Regions from separate parts of the Rattus norvegicus genome. Here regions 2 and 3 are each linked to region 1. Evidence: chromatin contacts called from public Hi-C data. All regions are on one chromosome and are shown on one strand. The core of a region is the stretch at or near the end of the contact, and the rest is flanking DNA. Distances in the headings are between cores, read along the strand shown. Region 1 holds the start of Arhgap35 (Rho GTPase activating protein 35). Region 2 holds the start of Zc3h4 (zinc finger CCCH-type containing 4). Region 3 holds the start of Sae1 (SUMO1 activating enzyme subunit 1).

The links. Hi-C and Micro-C count contacts between places; a contact is called where the count stands out from the background.
Region 2: a Hi-C map of prefrontal cortex shows a contact between it and region 1, with 3 times the contacts expected there. The contact joins the promoter of Zc3h4 here to the promoter of Arhgap35 in region 1. A contact is called at or near these places in 4 of 12 Hi-C or Micro-C datasets (the A7r5 cell line, Schwann cells, frontal cortex and 1 more) and 1 of 1 datasets of contacts at active chromatin or transcription factors (oligodendrocytes).
Region 3: a contact with region 1 is called in a Hi-C map of the A7r5 cell line, with 5 times the contacts expected there. The contact joins the promoter of Sae1 here to the promoter of Arhgap35 in region 1. A contact is called at or near these places in 2 of 12 Hi-C or Micro-C datasets (the A7r5 cell line and Schwann cells).

Annotation. Positions count from the first base shown.
Region 1 is chr1:86,446,021-86,448,720 of GRCr8, forward strand. It overlaps Arhgap35 (Rho GTPase activating protein 35), which reads right to left and starts at 1,394. Exons shown (of 7, transcript NM_001271132.1): 1 at 893-1,394.
Region 2 is chr1:86,233,083-86,235,782 of GRCr8, forward strand. It overlaps Zc3h4 (zinc finger CCCH-type containing 4), which reads left to right and starts at 1,375. Exons shown (of 15, transcript NM_001427315.1): 1 at 1,375-1,432; 2 at 2,615-2,700. The coding sequence starts at 2,620.
Region 3 is chr1:86,213,807-86,216,576 of GRCr8, forward strand. It overlaps Sae1 (SUMO1 activating enzyme subunit 1), which reads right to left and starts at 1,283. Exons shown (of 9, transcript NM_001012063.1): 1 at 1,137-1,283. The coding sequence starts at 1,243. It also overlaps the pseudogene Ftl1-ps12.

The DNA of each region.
Region 1 (2,700 bases), core at 144-2,643:
AATGGCAAAACGGGAGCAAGCACTGAGAAGAGAAGGAAGAGAGCAAGGAGCATCTAAATCTGAGAACGGTAGGAGAGGCAGCCTAGGGGCATTCCCAAGGAGGTGCAGAAGGTTCAGTGTTGCGGCCAGGGCAAAAATTTGGGGCAGTTGGGCTCAAATGGGAGGAGGAATTATGTCCAAAGCAGAGACCAGGAGGGCAGCAGAGCAGTGACTACATCAACAGACATCTAGTATGGATCTCCACGGAGGTGGAACCGCAGGTCCTAAAGGGACAGCTCCTGGGGATGCAAGATGTTCTAAGGCAGGGATAATAACAGTAGATAGGCCAAAGGAGGAGGATGGGGACTTCCCCCCAAAAGTGATGCTAGCAGAAAACAGGTAAGGTAGAAGGGCCACGAATGTCCAAAGTGAGCGTCAGAAGGGATACAGAGGGGTCAATGAGGAGGATGTCCCAGGAGCACAGCGGACTCCAAAAGGTAGTGAAGGGTATGACTAGGGGTCGGGGGGGGGGGGTAGGAAGTGGGAAAGGAGACGGCTCAGAATTGGGAGTCGGATATCTCAAGTGGAGGCTGAGACACCGAGATCCCCCATCGGGTCGTGGTGGGGCGTGTGAGGAGGCAGACGCCGGGATTGCAGGGCTGCGGGGACAGTGGCGAATAGGAAGGGCAAGGCGGGCCGCGCGGGCCGGGCCCGGGCATGCAGCGGCCGGGACGCGGGGACCGCGGGGCGCTGGGGGGGCGCTCCCTCCCCTCCCCCTCCGGCTCCTCCATTGTTCGCGGGCTCCGGGCCCTGCGGTCCCCGCCTTTTCCCCCACCCTTGGATCCCGCATCGGGGCGGCGCCCGGCGCCTCGCCCGTCCCCACATTCCCCTCTGCCAGCGACGAGACACTTACCAGCCTTGGGGGCGCCCTCAGCGCGGCCCCGGCCTCCGCGATCCCGGCCGCTGCGACGGCGGGCCCGGCGCCATGTTCCCCTAGCGACTCGTTCCTGAGGCGGCTGAGGCGGCGGTGGCGGCTCCGGCGGGGGGCCGGGCGGACCCTCCCTCGCGGGCTCCCTCCTCCGCCTCCTCCACCTCCTCCCGCCGCGCCGCGGCTCTCCCTCGGGGCGGGGGGGCGGGGAGGGGAAGGGGGGAGGGGCGGGAACCAGGGGGAGGGCGGACCAGCCTCGCTCGCTCGCTCGCTCCCTCCCTCCCGCGCAATGGCGGCGGCGGCGGCGTTGTCGCCTCCTTCCTGCGGCCGCCGCGGCCGTGCGCGTGCTGGAGACCCTCTCGCAAGTGCGCGTGCGTTTCTGAGGGGCGAAAGGCGCTGGGGCGGGGGATGGAAGGTGGATAACGGCCCACAGGGCCAAGCGCACCTCGAGGACAGTAGCCCAGGAGGACAGGCACGCACGGACACCGGGGGTGCGAGTGCGCGTGCGCGCCTGAGGAAAATGCCGCTACCCCAGCGTCTGCGACGCCAGATTCACACAGCGCGAGGACACCCGCGAACTGGCACAGGAGGGCGCGGGGTGGGTTTAGTGCGCCTGCGCAGAGGCGGCTGCAGTCTGCAAAGCCACCAAAGGGAGGGAGGGGCCTGTAGGGGGCGCGCACAACGTTGCGCGCACCAGGAGCAGATCCCCACTGCCCCTCCCCACACCGCGCCGGCTCCAGGAGAAAGCCAGCTCTGAGAGGCATGGCCTGGATCTTCAGGGCGGGTACTTAGGGCTCCATCCCGCTCGCGCGGGACCTCACTAGCCAATGGGAGGCAGAGGGAGTTGGGTTCGCCTAGTCGAGCCGCAGCCTCGGGATAACGGAGGTGGGGGTGGGAGAGATAGACGTAACGTGGGGTGGCGAGGCGGGGCTGTGAAGAAGGCAGCGTACCCAGCGACGGAGTCGATTGGGCAAGGCAAGGGGGCGTGGTCCCCCGCAGCCCAATCCAAGCTCTACGTTGGCCAGCCCGGAAGAGTGGGCGGGGACAGGGGGCACGTGCTCTTTCCCCGGCGCTGAAGAAAAACCTGTGGGCCAGGCGCGTTGATACAAGTTACCGGTGATTTCACCCAGTGCTTGGTCCCAGGCAGAAGGAGGACAGGCCTTGCATTGCAGCCCTACCCTCCAGGTCAGCATCGGGCAAATGACAGCAAACCACATGTCACTTTGGGTGCTTGCAGGGGAAATGGTGATGTAAGAGGGCTCCCCTCTAACCCTGTATTCCTTTGGGAGCCCTCCGGAAGGATGGATTGTTAAAGACAGGCTTCCCCGGCGCCTTACAGTGTGCGGAATGCATGAAGTAAGCACGTGGTTTCCGATTCAGCATTGCCCTTCTTTCCAGGCTTTTCATCTGTAAAGTGGGATAACAATACTGAACTCAAAAAGTGTTGCATGGAGACTCGAATGAGGTATAATAGTCCCTATGGGTACAATTCACAATGGGACCCTCGAACTACTAGAACCCTGTAAGATGTGGGCGATTTCCCCTATACATGGATATCTATAAGCTGATGAATTACTCTTAGTAAAGAACTAACCACAATAATAGAAAAACTTTGAATATATTACGCTGTAATGAGAGAAATGTGAATGTGATCTCTTATTTATATCTCCCTCCTGGCCACGGGTAACTGATACATCAGAAAGCAACAAGGGAATTAAAGGAGGACTACTGTGTCTCTAAATGAGGGTGGGGTATAGGGGAATAACTTCCACGTATTGAGTACTTAGTAAGCC
Region 2 (2,700 bases), core at 125-2,624, 210 kb before region 1:
TCCCCCTCCCGTGTGTGTGTGTGTGTGTGTGTGTGTGTGTGTGTGTGTTCTCTGCTATCTCTTCCCATTTCTGTCCCTGGTGCCCCCTTTCTGTTCTTTGTTCTTATGGCTCTGCTTCAGTCTGTCAGCCTGTAAGACTCTCAGAGAGAATCTTCCCTCAGGAGGGAGATCCTCGAGCCCAATGACCAGTCCGAGTCCACAGGCTGTAATCTGTAAGAGGATTTTTATTGATCAGGATACACAGGTACCTGTGGGTGTCCCAGTCAATTCGGAAGACTGGCGCGCCTAGCAGAACCAGGGACGGATTTTTATAGGGTATTGGGGAGCAGAAGCAGGCTTACAGAAGCAGATGCATGGTTGGTGGATTCAAGTGAGGCGCGGATGTATGGTTACACCCAATTGGCTATTCAAATGAGGTTGTCACATAGCAAGAGAATACGTGCAGGTTGGGGCGTCCGGAATGTCAGGGGCTAGGGGCTTATCTCTTGTTAGGTGGCCCATAAAGCAATACCAATAATTTAGACTGGTTTCTGTATTTTGTTTTCTTTTATGGTCTGTTTCGTCTAAATGATGGGTCAGTTTGTCCCACAAAGCTTGGACACATCTGAACTTTCCCAGGCTTATTTTAGTTCTGAGTCTGTATCTAAAAACTTACTTTTTATTTCTATAGTTGAGGGCCTTGGGCTTGTACAATTCCCTTTCTGGGAGGGGGTCTTTCAAGCCTTTACCCCTTCTCTTGGCCCTCACTCCTGTCCCTTCCCCAATAAATCTGTTACGAGGTGTAATTTCTTAGGGACATAAATTGCATGGGCCCGCTGCATTATATTTCATAACACCCCTACCCCTATATCTCAGGTGAAAAAAAAATTTCCCTTGTCACAAGGCTCTGACTCTCTTCTCCTTCCTTGTCCCTGCCTGCACCATGATTCTTGCATGAGGTTAGAGAATGTGGTATCTTTCGGGAGTCGGTTCTTCCACTGTGCGGGTCAGGATGATCTTGAGTTTCTCATTCTTCTGCCTCCACACTGAGTGCTGCTGTTACACGCTGTGGCTACCGCAACCGATTCTATAAGGTGCTGCGGATGAAGGGTTTCCTGTATGCTTAGAGGCTAGCACTACCAATTTCAACGTTTCTGCATATCCCGGCTCCAAACACATGATCTTAAGCCAACTAAACAACCAGGCTTCGGGTTCAGTCTCCATCTATAAACTAGGAACATCAACTTGGGCAGGGGGTGGACGTCAAAATTTTTGTTAATGGTTTAAGAACCCTATCAAGATTTCCACTTCGCCTTCACAGCCTGGCCCCGCCCTTCTCGCCTCCAAGGATGACGCCACTGGCTGAGTTATGTAGTGACGTCATCTCCGGGCCGCCTCTGCTCCAGCCCCTCTTCGGAAACGTCCGACTCCTGGGACCGGTCTCCGGCTTTCGGTTAAATTTTTTTCCCTCCCATTATTCTCCCACCTAAAACTTTTGGCTCTTCCCGCCTTCCTTCAAACTAGCAATTTTCGGCTCTTCTCGCTTGCTTTGGGGCGAGTTCCTGAAAGTCATTTACCCTTGAGTTATTTAATCGCCTTTCCAGCCCCACCCGTTCAGCTCATTCGCTAATTCCTATTCGCTCGGCTCAATTTATTTCGGCTACTTCCGCCTCCTACTGGGATCCCTTCACTGACTTCGGCTCTTTCCGGATTATCGCAAGTCCCCCGGGTTCTCCAATCCCGAAGCGCCTCGGCTATTTCCGGCTCTCCGTGCCTTCTCTAGCCCCACCCCCACGACCACCCTTGGTTCTTTAGGTGGGTCTTTGATCCGCTTCACGTTGCTTCAGTGACCTAGATCCTTCTTCGGCTCTTTCCGGCTCATTTTAGTCTCGAGTTATTCTCAGCTGTGTTCGGTTCTTTCCGTCTTCTCTTCTCCGCCTCGCCCTTCCGCTTCGGTTCTTTCCGCCTGCCTTCGGGCGGGCTGTCTCTGCCCTTCTCCACGTGACGCTTCTTCGGCCTCCCAGTTACCCCCTCCCTCCACGCCCTTCCTCCAGCTTCAGCCTCTGTGCTCGTCCCGGCTGTGCCGCCATTTTGTGTCAATTCCTGACCGCGGCGGGGGCCGGGCAGCTGGGGCATCTAGGGCGGGCAGACAGTCGGCCCATCTCCATAGCCCGTTCCCTCTTCTCCCTGATTTTTTTTAACCATTCCCTTGCTCGCTCTCCTCTTTCCCCCTTTCCCTTCGCTTGCTCCGTTGCGCGCGGCCCGCGCTAATTACACCCAACCACCCACCAGTGTTCGTGTCCCCCGGGTCTCAGGCCTTGGGGGCCCGCGCGTGTGTGTGTGTGTGTGTGTGTGGCGGAAGGGGACCTCTCGTCCCGATGAGGGTCCTGTGCCCGTGAGCGAGTGACCGCAGGGCCAGGCTGCAGAGAAAGCAGGCGGCGGGCGGCCTCTCCGGGGCCTAGGCCTCGCGGCCTACGTGGAAGTCGGCTCAGAGGTGATTCCGAAACCGAAAAAAATACTATATACCTATATATATGCCCAATTTCCATCAGGAGCCCTGGAGAGCTGAAGTGTGCCCCTCCCGCCACGCCCAAGCAGTCCTTTTTCGTGCATTAACATCCCCTCCCCCTCAAAGGAACGATGGAGGCCGTGCCCGGGACCCCCCCGCCGCCGCCATCAGAGTCGCCACCGCCGCCATCGCCACCGCCGCCATCAACGCCT
Region 3 (2,770 bases), core at 33-2,532, 230 kb before region 1:
TTGTTCAATAAAAAATGCTCAGCAAGGTGCCTCACCAAGTAAAGTGCGAGTCTCAAATGCCTGACGGACACCTGACAACCTGAGTTTAAACCTCAGACTCTACATAAAGGTGAAAGACAAGAACTGACTGTGCAAAGTTACCCTTTGGCATCCACATCAGCACCACGGAAAACATACACAGAAACCAACACATAAAATTCTAAAACCTCTTCCCGGAAAAATGCTCTGGGAGCCAATGTGTGACAGTGCATGCCTTTATCCCAGCACCTGAGAGAAGTAAGATCTCTGCAAGTTCAAAGCCAGCCTAAGCTGTAAAAACAATTATCCTTGGAGTTTGTTTTGATTTGAGACAGTGTCTCACTGAGGTAGCCCCGGCTGTCCAGGAACTACATAGATCAGGCTAACCTCAAACTCTACCTCCAGAGTACTGGAATTAAAAATATGAACATCCATGCCCCCTGCAAAACATAACTCGAAAATGTGAAGGAAGCCAGGCATTATGGCACATGCCTTTTTAATCCCAGTACTCATTCAAGATGCAGAAGCAGGCTGATCTCTGAGTTTGAAGCAGCATGGTCTACAGAGGGAGTCCCAGGTCAGCCAGGGCTGCTCAGAGAAACCTGGTCTAGGGGGAAGGGAAAAAAACAAACCAAACAGCATCTGTAGCAGTGTGCTCAATAAATTCGGCCACTCAGCGCCTCTCCTGGAGTCCCTTTGTCAGAATTAGCTCTCGAGCACTCCTCAAGAGGAGCCTGTGGGGTTTGCCAAGTCCCCAGGGCATCCAACAAAGGTTCTCATTAACTAGAAATTAATGAGCTCAGCCCGCCCCTACACTCTGCACTCATGCCCACCCCCTCTTACACTCTAACAGCCTCACCTAAACCCCACCATCACCAGGTACAGACACCGAGGGAGTCTCCAGTTCGAATCCTCCCTCTTCCCCGCCTCCTCCGAGGACACACACACTACTACACAAGGGCCATCTCCACCTCCCATACTTTGCAGAAACACCCTCCATTCGTCTATTCTGAAGCTCTAGGACAACCAAATGCATCAACGCCGACTCGGTTCTACAACCGAGCCCCACCCTCTCCCTCAGGGCCCATACGCCGGCCCCGGCCCGCGGCGCCCCTCACCGCTTCTGAGCCTCCAGTCCCCACAGGCGGATCTGTCGGTCATACTGCGCTGCCTCCTCCTCGCTGATGCCGCCGCCGCCGCCGCTGACCTCCTCCTTCTCCACCATGGCGCCGGCTTTCAGCTCACCCGATCCCGCTCTCGCTAACCGCCGGCGGAGAGCCCGTGCACCCGGGACGCGCTTGCGCCTGCGTAGACAGCCGCGCCTGCGCAGAGCCACCTCCGTGCTTTGCGGGAGACCACGTGGATGCCCAAGACCCCAAGGCCCGCTAGCCGCCCCGGATCACGTGACAGAGACGCCAATCAATCCCAGAGAGGAAAAAGAAAAAAAGAAAGAAAGAAAAAGTGGCGGGTGTTTTGACTCCTCGAGGACGTCAACACGATCATTTATGAAGCTGGTCTTGTGTTTATCGAGTTGTTACGGGGATTCCAGCGTCCATGGTGTGGTGAAATGAGCAGAATGCTTAAAATGTGACCTGTCCACATGGACCTATTGAGGGAAGAAAAAAAAAAAAGAAAACTAGACATTCCTCCTGGAGGGAATTGGAGATGCTTAGGAAGGAAGGAAGGACTCCCTCCCCTCCCCACCTTCCTCTCCTGACACATTCTCAAATCCTTATGTAAGATGCAGTACTCAAATTGGTCATGGTGGGCCATGCCTGTGATCACAGCTTTTGGACAAAAAGAAGTGAAAGGAATCAAAAGTTCAAGGCCTGGGTTACATGAGATCCTGTTAACAAACAAAAGCAGGGGTTGGGGATTTAGCTCAGCGGTAGAGCGCTTGCCTAGAAAGCCCAAGGCCCTGGGTTCGGTCCCCAGCTCCGAGAAAAAAAAAAAAAAAAAAAGCAAACCTAGGTTTATAGGCTCATGCCTGTAATCCCAGCATTCACGAGGCTGAAGTAGGAGAATTACGATGAATGAGATCCTGTCTCAAAACCAACAAGGACTTCAGTAAAAAGTGCTTGCCCAGACCTGAGTTTAATTCTAGATCCCTGTTTTAAAAAAAGAAAAGTTTTGTAGTGCAGATTTGTAATCTCAGCACTTGGGAGGTAGAGACTGAGGGAAGGGTTTCTGGACCTTGCTTGAGACTCAGTCTATATGCCAACAAAGAGATCCTGCATTAAAAACCAAGGTTGTGCTGGGTGGTGATGGCTACGCAGGCCTTTAATCCCAGTACTCTGGAGGAAGAAGCCGGCAGATCTCTGTGAGTTCAAGGCCTTCCTGGTCTAGCAAGTTCTAGAACAGCCAGGGCCACATAGAGAAACCCTATCCGGAAAAACAAATGAACAAAAAACGAGCGGGGGGGGGGGGGGAGCATGGGGGGGTGAGGGAGAGGAAAGAAAAGAAAAGAAAAAAGCAAGCAGAATGCTAGCCAGATGGTCTCTCCACTAGGTAAAAGCACTTCCTATGCACACATGGTAACTCGAGTTCCATTACTAGAAGCCACATGAAACTGGAATAGAATTGACTCAACACTTCTCTTTTAGTGTCCTCATGTGCATTGTGTGCAAGTGTGTGCACTCACTGAACCCGCTAGACACACACACACACACACACACACACACACACACACGATACTTTTATGTGTATAGATTTTTTTTTCTGTGCAATAAATGTGTACATAAGGAGATGAGAA